Linked DNA regions of Hordeum vulgare: region 2 is linked to region 1. The links are chromatin contacts, called in public Hi-C maps. All regions are on one chromosome and are shown on one strand. Each heading gives the region's core, a stretch centred on a gene start, on an enhancer-like site or on the middle of the called end of the contact. The rest is flanking DNA. Distances are from core to core; before and after follow the strand shown.

Evidence for each region. Hi-C and Micro-C count contacts between places; a contact is called where the count stands out from the background.
Region 2: a contact with region 1 is called in a Hi-C map of leaf, with 4 times the contacts expected there. The contact joins the enhancer-like site here to the promoter of LOC123426225 in region 1.

The regions. Positions count from the first base shown.
Region 1 is chr2H:342,966,086-342,972,862 of MorexV3_pseudomolecules_assembly, forward strand. It overlaps LOC123426225 (protein MET1, chloroplastic), which reads right to left and starts at 2,979. Exons shown (of 7, transcript XM_045110012.1): 1 at 2,457-2,979; 2 at 2,243-2,349; 3 at 2,037-2,131. The coding sequence starts at 2,836.
Region 2 is chr2H:343,794,176-343,800,952 of MorexV3_pseudomolecules_assembly, forward strand. No RefSeq gene overlaps it. Among protein-coding and RNA genes, the nearest start is that of LOC123430065, 110 kb to the left of the region's middle. Within about 2 kb of position 2,591, at least 1 of the 3 cell types and tissues checked has open chromatin away from gene starts, as enhancers often do. A contact at or near this core is called in leaf, where this site is marked.

The DNA of each region.
Region 1 (6,777 bases), core at 1,729-4,228:
AGAGAGAGAGTGGAGCGGTGGCGGCGCGAGGGAGCGGCAGAGCTGCGCTTTTATAGACGCGCGCGAAGTGGCGCGGCAAAAATGACGCGCGAGCTGCCGCCTTTTCGCGCGCGCGCAACCGGTTACCGCGCGCGCTGTTTTTCCACCGCCGCTGGAGCGCGCCATTCCGTCCCGCGCGCGCTAAAATGGCGGTTTACCGCGCGCGCCCCTTTTCACGCATCTGTTGGAGATGCTCTTAGGTCGGTTCGGCAGTCCTATATAAGGAGCTGCACTCTCCCGTTGTAAATTATTCCACTCCATCAACGCAAGAAGCAAGCTAGCTTCCTTAGTAGTACAGAGCATCGACCCCCACGACATCTGCACTGTTCGAGGCTTTTCTCAACATGTTTGCCACGGCTTCGGGCCTTCGCACAAACTTCGCCAAGTGCTCCGCCACGCCCATCTGCTGCACCGACGAGCACGTCAACACGATCGTGGCCGAGATGTCCTGCCCAATCGCCCAGTTCCTGGTGAGGTACCTCGGCCTCCCGCTATCCATCCGCAAGCCGTCCACATCGGACCTGATGCCGCTCGTCGAGCGATTGGAGAAGAAGCTCTCTATACTTGGCTCGGTTCCATCCTCTCTCTTGAGGACCGCCTCGCCCTATGTTGGCATGTCCTATCCCCATGCATATCCATATCCTAGTCGCCATTGCCGTATACAAGATCATCCTCACACGTGTGAACCAGATGATGTTTCTTGTGGGTTGGGCGCAAGAACACGCGAGGTGGACAGTGTCGCGTGAACTAGGACCGCATGTGCCGCCCCGCTTTCCTCGAAGACATGGGGATCCGTGACCTACAGCGCACTGGTGTCGCGCTACGCGCGCGGTGGCTATGGCTCCACTGCACCAACACGTTGCGCCCCTAGAGCCAGCTTCACCTCCCACACGACCCCGTGGCCTTACAGATATTCCGCGCCTCCACTTCCTCGGAGGTACGAGATGGGCGGACTTGCAAATTCTGGATCGACCCCTGGCTTGATGGCAAGGCCATCTCAGAGCTCGCACCGCTTGTATACGCGTTGGTCCCTAAACGCAGCCGTCCGGACCAAATAGTGGAGAGCGGCTACCTGGACGCACTTGGGTGCTCGATATTACTGGCCCCCTGGCCCCCCGGCCTTTGTGCAGTACGTTGAACTCCAGTGCGGTACAAAACTCTTGAGGCTGGCCCGGACGAGATGCGCTGGAGGTGGACGGGGTTCGGCATCTACTCGGCCAAATCCTGTTATCTGGCCCTCTTCCACGGCTCTACGCTCGATGCGTCTTGCAAGTTAACATGGAAGACCTGCCCCCCTACGCATCAAGGTTTTCACGTGGCTTGCCTTGCAGGATCGTTGTTGGACGGCGGACCGTCTCGCTCGACGTGGGCTACCACACAACGACAGGTGTGCACTCTGCGACCAGGCTACCGAAGACATACATCACCTCTTCGTTGCTTGTCCGTTCTTGCGACACGTATGGCACGAGGTCCTCTCATGGTGTCGCTCGATTGCTACGATCCCGAACACGGACACACCGTTCGCGGAATGGTGGACCACTGCATGTTCCACATCCCCTAACGCCCACTCCATCATCGCACTCACTGCATGGGCGATCTGAAAGCATAGGAACGATTGTATCTTCGATCACCTTTAGCCATCCACCGCGGGAGAGATAGAACCCTTTTGATATATTGGGGACGAGCAGCCCCTACCTCTCACTACTCCGGTTCTTTGGACCCGCGCCGGCCTGTGTACGCGTGTGTAACCGAAAACTATACTTTTTCACCTCTCCTATCAATGCAATGATAGGTAATCTTTGCGTATTCGCGAAAAAGAAGAAGTAGTACAGAGCATATCAGCTCATAGTATGCCCATGTGTCCTCCTCTGCTCGTGGGTACGTGTTTCACTAGTGTGTGTTACTCAACCAGATAGTTGTTCCTCTTAGTAGTACAGAGCATAGTCAGAAGTCCAGGCTAACAAAAAAAGAGAGTAAAGTATGATCCTATTACTTACCTGAATCTCTCTGAGTTTAGTGCTGACGTTTCCCGTGTTCCTTTCAGCCCTGATGACCTCCTTGTCCGAGAGCTCAGCAACACCATCCCATTTCCCTGGACTCGGTTAATGTTATAAGTCAAATTCTGAACTGATGAATTCACCATCGTATCTGTCATGTAAAGACTCACAATGAAGCAGGTAAATACAGTACTAACTGTTCTTACCAAATTTCTTCTGCATCTTCATGTAGAGAGGGCCAACTCTCTGACGGATGCAGTACATGGTCTGGCCGTACCCTGCCGCCGGCCAGATTTCCTCTCCAAAGACGGCACTGTGAATTTGCCATCGGTTAGCAACACGGAAGAAATCTTGATCTGGCGGTCATTCTGAAATTGTTGTGGGTTGGCTGGTGTGAGAGGATCATCTAAGCGGACTGACCTGGTGGCGATAACCTTGTCACCGACGGTGAACTTGCCGGTCTGCTCGGCGGAGGAGCCGGGGAAGATGGCCTCGATGTAGGTGCCGCCGTCGCGGCCCTTGGCGAACTTGAGCCCGTATGGCTTCAGGATCTCCACCTCGTACTCCTCGTACGGCTCTTGGCCTCCATCCCCGTCCCCACCGCCGGACTTGGGTTCTGCCTGTGCCGATGAAGACGCGCAGACTACGACGCAGCTCCTCGCCGTATCCCGAAGCTTCAAGCAGCAGCTGTGACCAAGAAACTGCGTCGTCGCCGTCCGCAAATTGCTGCCGTTAGTTCTTGGGAGGCAGGGCGGGAAGGACAGAAGCGGCTGGTTGGTGATCTGGTGGGCGAGAGCCATTTCAGCTAGCTAGCTAGCTGGTAGCTTTGAGCTCTCTGTTCCTCTGCGAATTGAATCTTTGCGGTGAGGAGTTGGAAGCCGGGAGGAGGAGACGACGGTTCTGTGGCTCATCTTTGGCTGTGAGGCGTGGCGCCAAGAGGACTTGGGTGTGAGAACTGAGATGGATCGAGGCCACACACACAGTGCCGAGATTTTCTTCTGCGACACCCGTCGCAAGATTTTCTTATGCGACACCCACGCATTTGGAATTCTTTTCTGCTACTAGTAAGCTTACATGTGCAATGTACATCTTTATTATAAACACATACTCTTTTTATTTTTAAATATAAGTCTTTTTAGAGATGTATATAGACATATTTAAAAATATAGATTTATTCATTTTGCTTCGTACTAGAGATTTAGTGAAATCTCTTAAAAGACTTATATTTAGAAACAGAGGGAGTAAAACATAATATTTAACATATTGTATGATAATACTCTCTATATGCATCTGTATGTGTAACTAATCAATATTAAAAAGAACATCAGAAATGAACATATTTTGAAGATGCTCAGGTTGAAATGGAAACCACTATCAACAAGCTAAATGAAAGTCAAGTTCTTAATTCAGGTTCAGTGCATACATTGTTAACAAAAATATTGCAATTAGAACCGGATAAAACTTTAGAAAATCTTTCAATTGCAAGCGTGCACATACAGCATACGCCATGTGGTGCCGTAAGTGCTATCTTTTTTCTGGAACAAGTGCTTCTGATGTCAAGAAAGTATACACAACCAAATAAGGTCTAATGTATTTATTGTTTCATAAAGATATGCCCCTACACTTGTTTTCGTCATTAAACACATCACAACTACACAAGGTATCAATGGAAATTACAGCAAGCACTTGAAGTTTAAAAAAAAAAATCTTGAACCAACCAGCTATGAACAAAAAATGGTTCCCAAACAAATGAACATAATTTTGTCTCTTCACAGAAAACAGAAGGGTAAATTATGGCATGAAAGTAAGATGGTGCAACCAACAAACTGAGACTTAGAGATGACTGCTATGTACAAAGACATGGATCACAATTTACATCTCCATAATAGCATTTTTGCACATCATTGACTTTTTTTATTTAATACCAATTCTCATGTATAATATTTGCCTTCGCAAATATGAACCTCCATTCCTTGTACTTCTGCGATTCCTCATAGTCCCTCTTGTACTGCTACACGAGCACCTCATGACAATCCAGGAAATGGATAACGGCGACCATGTGAAGCCGCCTCATGAGCTGGATGTCCTCCTTCGCCCCAGTAGCGTCATTCATAGTGTGAGGGATAGCCAAAATATTAAAGGAGATAGTATTAGTATTTATCCTCCACACGCAATGAAAATTGAGATGCAAGTAACAAATTGAGTTGGCACACATTCATATCATGCTTCTGCGCTGCATCTTGTAGCCAATCGAAGGTTATGCCAGAATGTCACGGGATGATGGGTTGGAGCGGAGGTTGTAGTCCTGAGAGACGGGAGGCCGAGGGCAAATTCCTCGCCGGCCTATCGCTGGAGAAGGGGGTGAGGAGAGGCGCCGGGGCGCAGGAGCATAGGGGTGAGAGATTAGATTGTTTCTATGTAATTTTATTGATCCAAAGGCTCGCTATGTAAAGCTTGATTACAAGACTAGACTCCTACTCTAACTGGAAGTTGGTAGGGTAAACTTCTACGGGACTAAACCTTTCCAACTAACCCAGACTCCTAATCTAACACAACTTCTATAATTAAACTAGGCCATAGTTTAGGCCGGTGCAGGCCCAGACCGCATGGGGCCTGCCTTGCGCCTATAGGGCTGACCCCACATGACATCTCCCCCTCCATTGGAAACCCGGATAACGATCACAGAAGGTGGTGACGTCCTCCCATGGTGCAGCAGACGCCGGCTGGCCCTCCCGTTGAATCAGCACCTGTTGAACGCCGCGAGCAATACGAGCAGGCAATGCTTGGACAGGTGTTGGATGTACTCAGCCTTCAAACAGCGGGGGAAGCATCGGCGGAACTTCCGGTGGCTCACCATGGTATTTCTTCAGGAACTCGACATGGAAGACATTGTGAATGCGGGCTGGGGTAGCTCGAAATGGTAAGCAACCGTATCAATTTTAGCGAGGACTTTGAAAGGCCCATAATATTTGGGAGCCAACTTCCCTTGAGCGCCTACTCCAAGGAATGCAGCCGGTCGGTGCTGAAGACGTAGCCAAACCCGCTCACCATTATCAAAAGAAATGGCCCGATGCTTATCAAAATAGTAATGTTTGTACTGTTGTGTTGCCTGAAGGAGACGCTCAAGGATGTCAAGTAAGAACTGATCGCGGTCGACGAGCTGTCGTTCCACTCCCTGATTGCGAATTTCGCCCGGCATATGGTCCCGGAGTGAGGGGGATTCCGTCCATAAACCACCCTGAAAGGAGTATCCTTCAATGCTGAATGGTACGAAGTGTTGTAGCAGTACTCTGCCCAAGGTAACCATTGTAGCCACTGTCGTGGGCGATCCCCTGTTATGCAACCCAGGTACATAGTGATGACGCGATTCACGGCCTCCGATTGTCCATCAGACTGTGGATGAAAGGTCAAACTCATGTGCAACCGCGTCCCTGCGGCGGCAAACAGAGCCTTCCAAAAGCCCGAAGTGAAAACCACATCCCGGTCCGAAACGATGGAAGTTGGAAACCCATGAAGTCGGACAATGTTGGAGAAGAAGGCTTTAGCAACAGACTCAGCGGTGTACGGATACACCAAGGGCATGAAATGTGCATACTTGGAGAAACAGTCCACGTCGGTCAGGATCACACTCTTGCCGCCCACCTTAGGAAGTGCCTCAATGAAATCCATGGAGATGTCTTCCCAGATACGAGATGGAACTGTCACGGGCTGCAACAAGCCGGCTGGATGAAGCTGCTCCGTCTTGTTGCGTTGACAAACCTGACAAGCACGAATATACTGCTGAAGTGCTGCCCTTGCTTGCGGCACACAGAAATCCCGACGAAGATGATGAAGCGACTTCTGAATACCGTCATGGCCCGCATCGTGGGCTGCAGACAGGACCTCCCTGACCAGCGGCGACGCGGGTGGCACATAAGCCCGCTGCTGTACTGTTATGACCGGTACTACGTACCAAAAGAGGAGGCCCAATGGACAGGATTAGTTACGGTCTTAGCCCAAGTTATCTTAGTTTCCAAGTTATCCTAGTTAGCCGTGAGATTATATAAACCGATGTAAACAACTCTTTTGGAATTAAGCAATATATTCATAACTCTATTGCCCGGCTCCCAGAGGAGCCGGAACCCTAGTTGCGCCGCCGCCTACCACCGCCAACACTTCCCTCTCGCGCGCAACGTCGCCCCGCTCCAGCCCTCGCCAACCCCGCTTCATCCCCTACAACCTCCGCCTAGACCCGGTAGAACCCTAGCTATTCCTACCAATTTGGTATCTAGACACTCCAGGCCGATCATGTCGTCCTCGTCGACCGTCACCGCCATCCCACCCGCCTCCATCGTCCAGATTGTCACCACCGCCCTGCTGCAGGCCATCTCCACCGCACCGGTGGGTACGGCGGCCGCCACCGCCGCGCCGGCTATCACTGCAGCCCCGGCCCCTATCATCTACACCCCGGAGGTCACAGGGGCCCTGCGCGACCTCGACACCGCGGTCCAGGGGATCCGCCTGTATCTGGCCAGTCCCTACGGTCCGCCACCGACGGCGCTACCGGCCCCCGCCACCGGGCTGCTTCCATGGCAGCAGCCACCAACACCGGGCACCGCGCTCGTCGGGCCCCTTCAGCTGCCGCCCCCACACGCCACCACTCCGCCTTGGTCGCCCTGGCCGACCCAAGCACTTGCGGCGTCGGCCGCCCCCTTCCAGCAGCCGCTGCAGCTGCCGGGGCCACCGCAGTTCAGCTCCGGGC
Region 2 (6,777 bases), core at 1,341-3,840, 830 kb after region 1:
TTCACCTAGTCTAAGGTACTAACCCGGATGACCCGGAAGTAACAATCGCACACGTACTCCCTTTACCCCCTAGCCGAACAATTGGGAATATAGGGGGTAAGCACAGGAGCCAGACAACCCAGCTTGGCTAAAATCTTAAGTCCATTGATGCATATTTATGGCTTTATAACGATGATCACGGAAGTCAGCACTCGTATATTGAATACAAATGCTTTATGTCGTATGATATTTTGGCTCCATTGCGACCGTTTATAATCTGAAAGTGGCCCATCAACGGCTTCCATCCATTTGTAGATACCACACAAGGTATTTCTGTACTAATAAGACAACCCTTAGCCGACGTCTCGGTTCCCAAAGGCGGTTGTGTTGGCGAAAACAAGGCAATCAGATATCTAGGCTTTATAACTTTCACTTAGTCTTATGAGCTTAAAGTTTGGGAGGCCAGTGACTAGCCCCCGGTTAGTGTTTGGCGTCAGCCGAGGACAAACCATTAACACTTTGGCCAATTTTCATGAAAGGTCTACGGGATAACCTATATTGGTCCATAGTTTGATAGAGTCATCGGATTACTAACCAACATTGCGCTCATTGAGACATTCAGTTTCGGCTTTCTCCACTTAGGTACTTCACAAGTTAAACTGGAAGTACAATCGCAGTGGTTCTCCCTTTGCACACCTAGCCGAAGAAGAAGATTGTAGGAGGCAATCATAGGAGCCAGGCAACACAACTATTGACATAAGACACAATTCGAAACTGATGCATATAAAGCAATATTCGAGAACGTTTTGCCGAGGACTCCTCGGAGTACCTTGGCCCTTGGTGGGTTTGGCTCGAGACACAGTCCCTTGTTCATTTTGTCGATGTTTTAAAGGCATGTGACGTTGTATTACGAGAGGTACGATGGGGACACATAGTATCCCCAGACTCAGGTTGGGTGCGGTCGACCAACGTGGGGATCGAATCTCTCAGGAACTAGTCCAGATGTCATGAGCGTTTCACCAACGCCAAGGTCTAGAGCGGTAGAAATATGTCGGGCTGCATGTCAGAAAAGATCTCCCTAGCTGAATTATTACGCAGGGCACCTCTGTCATGAGGATGCTCCGCCTCTTGAAAGAAAAACTTAAAAGTAGTTTAATGGTGTCTAAAGCACGGAAAATGAAAAACATTTAGCAAAAGCTTTACGTCTGAACTAAATGCAGTTTCTTGGTACCAATCCGAAAATTGGTCTTATAATTAGTTTGTGCTTCCGCCGTGCTTTAACAGGACACATCCAATCTCAATATTTCAAGTGGGTCAGCCTTCGGCTTCAAATTCCATATCCCGAAGGGAGAGTGTTTCTCGAAGGCCGGTTTAGTGAACTAAAACCGACCGACTTTAGAAAGTAACCAAGCAATCTGGCTATCGACCACACACTCGAGTCGATAAAAGGAGTGGTAGAAAAGACTTTGCAATGACCTAAAAGAGAATATTTATTATAAAATGGTTGACATAAATTTTTAAGAGCCCCCAGGTGACATGGGTCAAGGAAGTGTTTGTAATAAACAATGCTCTTAACAAGCTAAGTTTTTGACAAACAACTTATTTGCTTAACACTTATATTATGGTTGGTTGAACCACATAGAAATAAAAAATTAAAAAAAGTTGAGCATGAAAGGGACTTAGCTGGTTAATATGCTCGATGTTGATGACGAGGGTCGAGCTTTTGGCGGGTCAAGGTCACAACCTCGAAGCCGGTTACGAGGTAGGCGACGAAGAGCTAGGCATGATGAAGTGACAACACAACACTTTGGAAGGTCCGAGGCAAAACCCCGTGTACAACCAATGAAACAGAGTAGTTCGGCAGTGTGATGGCGAAGCCCCCACGTTAGTCGACCATGTCGACGATCGAATTCGGTTGACGAAGGCGTGACGATGGGGTCGGCGTGCCGAGGTGACTGTCTAACACAGTCAGAGCCGATCACGTGTGCACATGAAATAGTGCAAGCCAAAGGTAATGTCAAATAATAATAAAATCCTCTACTTACTGAACTTAAGAGAAGTAAATATTTAGAAAAAAATATAGCCTGAGCACCGAGGTGCCCGAACGAAGAGCTTGACTTTACGAAGTTGTGATGCGGCACAACCGATGTGTAGAAGTGAAACCCCCGGTCCAGCTAACATGACGAAGGTGGTCCGCTGGTGACATCGAACTCCCCGGAGCAGGTTGATGAAGCTATGCCAAATCCCCGGTCAAGGTGACGACACAATTTGATCGACAAAGGCAAGACGATGACGTCAGCGTGCCGAGGTGATCGCGTTACACAGTCAAAGTCAACTACCTCGGATGACCGAGGTGGTGATGAAAGACATGTTAACGCCGGTTCACCTGTGCACACAAATAGTGAAAACCAATAGTAATAATTGAAAAAAATGTATAATTAAATTTTGCGAAGTGAATAATCAAGAAAACATGGCCTGCGCACATAGGACGGCTCGACGTAGTCTCAATGAGCACTTTGAAATTTCCATGAAGGTGTCGTGGCCCGGGGATGCCGTCGCACTAGAACGAGGCGAGGGGACAACACAATTTGGTTGACAGAGACGTGTCGGCGACATCAATACACCAAGGTGACAACGTGACGTGCTCTAAGTCGATTACATCCACGCATGGAAGAGTGCGAGCCGAATACAATAACAAATAAAGATAATAATAATACTAATATTTATAAAACTCCACCACTTATTTAATTTAAGTGAAGAAGCTAAATAAATACGGTGTGGGCAGCGAGGTTAGCTCGGTGGTGTGGCACCGCGGAGGCGTGGGCGCAGGTCGACTGGCCGAGGTAATGACACATTCACAATCAATTTTAGATGTTCGTCTGGCTTATGAAAAATCGGTCGTCGAGCGAGACGCTGGCCAGACTGACACGAACGAAAAGCATCATTTACAAATGCCGGTAAAATAATTTCACAGAAATAAGGCACTACAAACCAACACAAAAGTACTCTCTATGTAATAATATACATGCTAAATGAATCATTAGGAAAAATTAAACCTGTTTAATAAGATGATTGTAGCAGACTGAAGAAAATAAAAGGAAGTGTCGGATTTCGGGCTACGCAAAACCCATAAGGATTCGAACACACGGGTGTGTGCATAGGATTCTCCTTGCTTCGTCTCGCCTAGACTCTACTCGATGGGAACGGTGAAAATCTCACTTGAAGATGAGGAGAACTCAGAACACAGCAGTTTATCAAGGTTCAGGCCACTGCGAAGCGTAAAACCCTATTCCTTCTTTGATAGATTGCCTCTCACGGAGGTTGATGGACGAGATAATACAGTGCTTTCGTCCCTCCGGAGGCCAAGCGGTTAAGTGTGTTGTTCTAGGGTTTCGTCACCTCGTCAAGTACCCTACGTTCTCTATTTATAGCGGAGGCCCGGGTCCTCTTCCCTCATAGTTTCGGTGGGAAGGGATCCCACGGCGGCCAATTTTGAAGGGGAACAGGGGAACATGCTCCCCTGCCCAAATGTGGTCTTCGCCTGAAAAGTAACTGCCCGCGCCGCAGAGACGGGCCCGTGGATGACGTTTGCCCTACTGGTGGTAGGCTGCAGCTTTGTTGCACGGGAAGGGAAACCTTTGGGAGATGACTTTGGAAAACCTGTACGCCCCCGCCTCCTTTGCCCCGAAGGGGAAACTATTCTGTAGTGCCATCTGCTGCTTGCCTATCCTTTCCTGTCGTCACCCTTGACTCCCGAGGCCCGGCGCAGCCTCGGAATATCCGCCGCTCTGGAGGGGTTTTGAGGATGCCCCTTGTGGGTCCTGACGATGCTCCTCCTCGTGAGGTTTGGCCCCTCACAAGGGCCTAGTTCAAGGTGGGGCTGCTCCTTGCCGATCTTGGGCTAATGAAATGGGCCAGCGTTGGGCCGCAGGCAGGTAGGTCTGGATACCCCGGTTCCCAGAACGCCGACAGTAGCCCCCAGGCCTAAGGCGTGCTCAGGTTGGCTTCTTGGCGAAGCCTTGGAGGCGGCCCGAACTGTCGCGGGCCCCATTCACGTGCGGGCCGAGCCTTTAAGACGGAGAGCCGATTCCACCTGCGTTGTATCTCCTGATCTGAATCTGCCATTTGTCTCCGTCCCCTATTCATTCCTCCGCTGGTTCTTCTCCCTGTCCTCCACTCACCGCGTCGTCTTTGCCTTGTTCTCTCCATCATGCCTCAGAAGGGAGAAGTTGGCGACGCCCCTGCCCGCGTTGGAGCGTTCTGCGGTGGTGAACCTCGAGGGGTTGGAGAAAGTTCGGCTAGTAGTTGCTGCCAACTCCAATGAATGGGGGCCACCCAGATTCGGCTGGGCTCGTGTACTCGAGGTGAGAAGGTGTCTGCGGCGGTTCCTCTCCATTTCCACGCCATCCTTTCAGGTGTGCTGCCGCCATTCTCGGGCTTCTTCGATGCGGTTCTTTCGCACTACCAGATCCATGCGCTTCATGTGGACCCCTGCTCCTTGATACTCCTCTCTGCCTTCAGGTTCTTGTGCGAGTCCTTTGTAGGCGTCACTCCGTCCGTGGCATTGCTCCCCCACTTCTTCTCCCTTGAATTGGCCTCCAAGATTCAGTGCTCTGGGTATGTGTCCTTGAAAATTGGTGACGCACCAGCCCTCAGGATCCCAGGCTTCCAGCTCCTCCCCGAGGCGGAAGGGTTCCGACAGCAGTGGGTGCTGGTTGAAGCTGCCGGGACAGGAGCTCTGTTCCAACCTCCACCGGCCCCGGCGACACCGAGACGGGGGTGGGAGCACGAAGAGCTTAGCGACCCCAGGCTCGCGCCGGTCTTGGCCCGGCTGGGATAGCTAAGGCGCGCGGAGGTATTGATGGCGATGGTGGTGTGCGAGTTCATCTGTCGGCTGATTGCTCCCCTTCAACGCCACTCCTACCCCATGTGGGCTTATGCCGGCACCAACGACTCGATGAGGACTCAAGTCGCCCCCTTTTCCCATGATGTCGTGCGTGAGCTGCTTCGTCGGCTGACCGGTGGCAATCCTAACGAGCTTCCTCCGGAGGGCGAGCCACTCTACCACCTCAAGGCCCTAAAGGATTTTACTGCGGAGATGCTGCTCTTCGACGAATGGGGCCTCCTCCCTGAGGGGAAGGAACATTCCCTGGGGGATGTGTCTCCTGGGGTCCGGCCTCGCGAGGACCCTGAGCGCGTGGTTGCCTCCGGGATCATGGTGGGCGAAGCACCGGCGCCTGCCCCCCAGCCCTGGCTCCATGTGGGGCCGGGGTTGGTGGTGACGATCGGCCGACAATGGAAAATTCTGCCCCCGCTATCGTGCCTCGCTCGAGGGCTGCCGAGCCCCTCTGTCGTGGCGCCCCTGCCAGTCGTGAGAGGAAGTCGTCCGTGGGCGGCCGGGTCTTGGCGCGTGGGGCTCCGACAAGGAAGAAGTGGATGGGCATTGACGAGTAAGCACCCGTCTCCCTTTGTGTCCTCCTTTACGACAAGGGGGGCGGATCAGCGTCGCCTACTGATACGTCTCAAACGTATCTATATTTTTTGATGGTTTCATGCTATTATCTTGTCATCTTTGAATGTTTTATGTACCTTTTATATCTTTTTTGGGACAAACTTATTAATTCAGTGCCAAGTGCCAGTTCCTGTTTTTCTGTGTTTTTGGCTCTTTTCAGATCTGATTTTGGAACGGAGTCCAAACGGAATAAAATCCCCTAAATGATTTTTTCCCGAACGAAAGAAGATCAGGGGGCTTCTAGGCCAAGCCAGGAGGGCTATAGGGAGCCCACAAGCCCCCACTCCGTCACCAGGGGGGCGGTGGGCAGGCTTGTTGCCTCCCTGGCGCCCCCTGACCTAGATCTTGCGCCTATATATTCCCTAAAAATCAGAAAAAAAATCTAGGGATCTACGAAAATACAATAAAATATAAAAATAAAGAGGCCAAAGAGCCCACCAAAAATTAAATAAAATATAAAAATAAAGAGGCCAAAGAGCCCACCAAAAAAATGAGAGAAAAAGAGAGAAGGGACAATGCTACTATCTTTCCACAATTGTGCATATTAAGCACCATGATCTTCATGATTGAGAGTCTCTTGTTTTGTCTCCACCATATAGCTAGTGGGAAATTTTCATTATATAACTTGGCTTGTATATTCTAATGATAGGCTTCCTCAAAATTGCCTTAGGTCTTCGTGAGCAAGCAAGTTGGATGCACACCCACTAGTTTTCTTTAAGAGCTTTCACATACTCTTAGCTCTAGTGCATCATTGTATGGCAATCCCTACTCATTCACATTGATATCTATTGATGAGCATCTCCACAGCTGATTGATATGCCTATTAATGTGACCATCGTCTCCTTGTTTTTTCTTGCAACCTCCACCACACTCCACACCGTCTATAGTGGTAAAACCATGGCTCACGCTCATGTATTGCATGAGAGTTGAAAAGGTTTGAGAAAGTAAAGGTGTGAAACAATTAATTGGCCAATACCGGGGTTGTGGATGATTTAAATTCGTTGTGCAATGATGATAGAGCATAGCCAGACTATATGCTTTTGTAGGAATAATTTTCTTTTGGCCTTGTTATTTTGAAATTTCATGATTACCTTGCTAGTTTGCTTGAATTATTATTGTTTCCACGTCAATAGAAAACTATTTTTTTGAATCTAATGGATCTGAACATTCACATCACATAAGAGGAGTTACAAAGGGCATCTATGCTAGGTAGCATGAAAGCATCAAAAATTCATTCTTTATCACTTCCCAACTCGAGGACGAGCAGGAGTTAAGCTTGGGGATGC